Linked DNA regions of Xenopus laevis: region 1 is linked to region 2. Evidence: chromatin contacts called from public Hi-C data. All regions are on one chromosome and are shown on one strand. The core of a region is the stretch at or near the end of the contact, and the rest is flanking DNA. Distances in the headings are between cores, read along the strand shown.

The links. A called contact is a pair of places that touch in the nucleus more often than the background predicts.
Region 1: a contact with region 2 is called in a Hi-C map of the XL177 cell line, with 3 times the contacts expected there. The contact joins the enhancer-like site here to the promoter of asb18.L in region 2. A contact is called at or near these places in 2 of 4 Hi-C or Micro-C datasets (the XL177 cell line and the XTC cell line).

Annotation. Positions count from the first base shown.
Region 1 is chr9_10L:83,412,261-83,414,960 of Xenopus_laevis_v10.1, reverse strand. All of the region lies in intron 1 of agap1.L (ArfGAP with GTPase domain, ankyrin repeat and PH domain 1 L homeolog), which reads left to right. Among protein-coding and RNA genes, the nearest start is that of agap1.L, 92 kb to the left of the region's middle. Within about 2 kb of position 1,445, at least 1 of the 7 cell types and tissues checked has an H3K27ac peak or open chromatin away from gene starts, as enhancers often do.
Region 2 is chr9_10L:83,173,067-83,175,766 of Xenopus_laevis_v10.1, reverse strand. asb18.L (ankyrin repeat and SOCS box protein 18) reads right to left here and starts at 1,350. Exons shown (of 5, transcript XM_018236073.2): 1 at 1,075-1,350; 2 at 50-317. The coding sequence starts at 1,306.

The DNA of each region.
Region 1 (2,700 bases), core at 196-2,695, 240 kb before region 2:
ACTATGTAAGCTGAGCTATTTCTAAATCTTTACCTAGTTGCATTCAACCCCCCCCCCCCCTCACTGCTCCAAGATTCCTTAGGGGACCTGCCCCACAATTCGGTAACCATTGGTCTATGGGGACAACATACGCATACAGTAAAGGCACATGGGAAATTTGTAGAGAAATGCTGCCATCACAACTTGTCCTGTCTAGTGACAAGTACAATCGTTTGAAAACTTGAGTTCTACACATCTTACTAGATATCAGGCACACTGGCAGCAATTCCCATGAATTGGTCATTTTTTGTTGCCCTCCCTCTGAGTGATAAATTGCTGGGGCAACAAATAACTATGCGTGTGTGTGTATGTGTGTACAGTTATAGCACTTGCATAAACTTGCATTATTAAAGCATAGGGAAAAAATTAATTTGGGACAATACCAAATCTGCCACCACAGATCTGATGAAAATACCAAAGCAAGTCATTATGCTAATTCTGAAAAAATAATCAACCAAGGACCCTCAGATATTGCTAGACTACACCTTCAGTGGGATATGGGGAGCTGTAGTTCAACAGAGTCAGGGATTGTATTAAAGCAAAATATATGCAAGCATCTGTAAGTAAAAATGTTTGGAAACTACCCAAATGTAACATGAAAAAGGAACAGATAAAAAAACAATTCTCAGATTCATTCAAACCCCAGAGCAAATCCCGGTCTCAGCGCATCCCTGATTAGAATTAGTAACCCAGCCCAGAGCATCATGTACTAAGCCTGCACTGCCCTATTTCCTTTTTAGATTCTGTCAGACTGATGGATGCGCAGAACAGACAGAGTGCAGGCAGATTTCTGACCCAGCCACTAAACGTATTAGCATGACACACAGGAGCCTGCATGCAATTGACTGGTGTCTCATCCCTGTCTGTCCAGCCGGCTTCATGCAGTATCATTTTCAAGATTCATGGAAACTTCCACTTCAATTAATAAAATGTCTGTTCGTAGCTCCCTGTAGTGAGGGTTACCCCTACGCTTGCAAGGGGTGATTAAGCTGCGGCACTATACATTACATGTTCTCTCTCTCTGCGTGAGTGTGGGCATCTTAGCATCCTATTTAGAGGTGTTACTCCTTTGTATAATAATAACATGCATTGTTAGGAAATAGATATAATTATCTCCCTCTCCTTAGAGAGGCAAGTCTGTCTGAGCAGGGTCATTTTCCCTTTAATTCTCTGTCTGATCAGTACATGAAGCATTCAGAGATGCTAGTGAATCCCTGTAGGGTGATTGGTACAGAGGGTAGAATGCGACATGGTGCATCCTCCGGGAGATAAAAGGCTTTCTGTTCCCTGGGTACAATCTCTGGAGATGGAAGATTTTGCAGACAAAGAGCTGCATGCAGAGAGTCGTATCCCCTTGGAAGCTTTGCTCCTAACCTGGGCCATGCAGTCATTATTTCCCTAATCCCTCCTCTTATCGCTCAGCCAACAGCGGTGCCTGCTTCAGGAGTATTTGTTGTTCTTGACCAGCTTTTGAAGCCCCCTCGCTCTTTCCAGTTGTTGCCATGGAAACAGCCTCACACGACCCATCCCCCTCCTCTCCCGTTAGCCGATCTCTTAATTATTTGAAATGAATCTGTGCTGAAATGAATGTATGCTAAGGATGGGTGTATGGAAGTGGAATATTGTGCTACTGCAAAAATTGTGCCACACGCTTGCAGGGTTTTAGATAATCACTGCCATCCAGCAGACAATATCACAATAATACATGAAACAGAGAATCTGATATCAAGGACAGAGGGAAAAAATAAGCACGTTATTGTTGTTTTAGAGCCAAAGGCTGCAAAAAATCTATGATTTGGGAGGATGTACGAACGGGGGATTAATGACTTTAAAACCCTTCTTCTTCAAAAGTGACTAGTTTTCCTTGAATTAAAATAAAAATGCAATTCCAAATGGCTTTGATACGAATAGTTGCCCTTGTAGTGTTGTTCATATTCTGTATATTACATTTTTACTGTATTATACTTTTATACATATATATATATATATATATATATATATATATATATATATATATATATATATATATATATATATATATATATATACACATATATATATATATATATATACATATATATATATATATATACATATATATATATATATATATACATATATATATATATATATACATATATATATATATATATATATATATATATACATATATATATATATATATATATATATATATATATATATATATATATATATATATATATATATACATATATATATATATACATATATATATATATATATATATATATATACACTAATACCATTCATTTTTTTTTTTTTTTACATATTTTCACATCTCTACAGTTTAAAAAAAAAAAACTTTTGTTATTATTGATCCTGACATCCTGAAATTGGCTGTCCTACCTGCCTGCAAGTCTGTCTTTATTTTCATCGACAGTACCTGCATATCACATTTAGTGCAGTGTTATAATATATACAGATGAAATTAATCAAAAGCATATTGGTGCTTTCTACCGACAGCACAAATAAACAAAATTAACCCTTTTATGCAAAACATAGCCCACAGAAAGCCCCTCAACAGCATGGAGTCCTCCATGGCTCAGGAGCTTGCATTTCAAGCTATGCCCTTCACAGGTCAGCAGCTCCTTGGGAGTAGAAATGGTCTGTAGGCCTATC
Region 2 (2,700 bases), core at 101-2,600:
TGTATTTATATTATACATTTTATTATTACCAGTGATCCACTTTTCATACCTTAAGGAACCAAGGGTGTCACAGTAGTGTAGCGGGCTTAGTCCATCATCACTCAGCTGATTGGGGTTGGCTCCATAGTCTAACAGTAATTGGACACAGTCTGCATGTCCCCCAGCACAAGCTTCATGTAGGGGTGACCTCCCTCCAGGAGCAGCATTGGGGTCAGCGCGGCGATGAAGGAGGTAGCGAACACATTCACTGTAGCCATGGGCACTGGTGATGCAAAGTGGAGTGGTGAGCTCTTGTGTATATTCTAGGGTCCACAGACCTGAGGGGTAGTAATAGATAAAATTAGAGATAATAAACGCAATAAGGGAAGCAAATGTTCAAAGAGTGTAAAACATTGTATTACTGGGGAGTGTATGGACAGAAGTCTGAATGAGGACAGAAGCATAGGTAATGCTAGCTCATTAGATTATATACAGTTCCACTTCTATGACTATGAATATGAACTATGAATTTGCCCTCACAGATCATTTTTGTTAAAACATGTAACTTTGGCTCATTGCACTACTCCAAGTTCAACATATCCCTATTTTCAACATATTCTGCTCCCAGTCACACATGGCTCCACCCAATAATATATTCCACAGCTCCTCAGGACTGTCTAATGCCAGACAATTCCTCAGAATATCACATACCCAGCTGTTCTTTATCTACTGTAGTGAAAGTGCCATCAGAAATCCTGGAGCCCCAAATGAGTTAAATTCAAGGCACTTCCCTCCAAGGGGTACCAGCAGGCCCAGGTGGACTCTGCCAACTTACAAAAAGACCAACTGAATACCACACCTGACTATGATCCTGACCTGTCCATGTCACAGCCCATTATGCCCAAACATGTGCCCCAAACCCTACAGGCATCCTGCAACCCTGGCCAGTCTAATGTAAACTGGAAAATGAAAGCAAAGTTGTTGGTTGGTTGTTACTGAAAACTTTACGTGTGCAATTCAAGACCTATGTTAGTAAATAAATCCTATTATGTTGTCGTATTCTAATCCCACCAAGCTAGTCAACAAGCAGAGTACCTGCAAGGCCAAACCTTGCCGGGGGCTGTGCCTGATACCCCAGTTCTCCTCCCTTGACCTCCAACGCGCAGTTTTCATGCCTGGCTCCTAGTATTTGGATAATGTTCAGATCTCCAATTTCCAGAGCAGCATGGAATATATTTTCTGCCCCCAGATGAGCCTGGAAATCCATTTCTGTGTTATCCTTTAGGATTTGAACTTTGCACAATGCTTGATTCCTGACACTCTCCATCTGAACACCAGCTCTGCCCTCACTGATTCCTAGGCTGCCCTGCTACCTGCTGAGTATTTATAGGTCACTATATGTGTGTGTTTATATTTCTGTTTATGAGAAACACAGGGGAGGTGATAACTGCAACAAAGGGTCCCAGGTCACATGCTGACAAAAACAAAGCTTGTGATTATTAATGTCGGCATTGTGCCCAGGCCTGCATTCCTCTCTTGCTGCATTATTATAAATATAGACCAGGAGCCTATTGCCAACACACAGTCCAGTGACAATGGACACATCTCGTGTAATTATAGAAATATTCGGCTGGGGCAACAAAGGCATCAATCATGGAAATGAAGAATTTCCTTCACATTGACAAAATACCATTTGAATCGAATTATTACTTATGAACATATTGCAAACCCTACAATAATGCATATACGCTTGCTTGGGATTTAAGGGTCCATAATCTAAACCCAGGTTTTGACCGATATTTTTGTCACAAGGCCAAAGACTGAACCATAATGGGACTGTATGGAGACCCATCAGGAGTTTCAGCCTGATATTAATAAGACAGGACCTCCCAAGGGTCCCATACACAGGCCAGTAAGCTTTGGATATGGCACTTTATATTAAATAATATTAGAAGTGGACAATTAGGGGCATTTTGACTTTCTTACTGTTTTTATAAAGATGAAAGCAGCGTTTAAAACAACCTACATTCCAATGCCTCAGATGTCGTGTATTTCTGAACAGCACCTTAAAGCTGTACAGACATTTTAGAACATAAAAATCAAGCTTTCTAGAAAAAGTGATGCATTTTCAAAACTTTGCTTCATGTAAATGTTCAGGAACAATCATTGTTTCTTGCTGTTTTTACGTGTGATTATTCTTTTGTCAAATTTTCCTGCAATTTACTAAATCAATTTTCATTCTGCTGTTTTTCAAAAATAAGCTGTTCTGAGGTGGAATAAATATGGGTACATTTTCTTATAATGGTGATTTATGGGAAATGCTTGCTAAAGAGCAATTTTTATTTTCCAGAGAAACTAAATTTTAGTGAATCTTCACCTTAGTGAACATTGTGTGTAAATATTTAATGGGGTTGTTCACCTTTGAGTTGAAGTTAAGTATGCTTTAGAGAGTGATACTCTGAAACAATTTTCATGTTTTATTATTTGTGGGTTTTTACATTATTTTTTTCTCCAGTTTGCAACTAAAGCAATCTGGTTTCTAGGGTCCAATTTACCCTAGCAACCATGCATTTTGAATAAGAGACTAGAATATAAATAGGAGAGGGCCTGAATGGAAAGTTGAGGAATAAAAAGTAGCAATAACAATACATTTGTAGCCTTACTGAGCATTTGTTTTTTTAGATGGGGTCAGTGACCCCCATTTGAAAGCAGGAAAGAGTC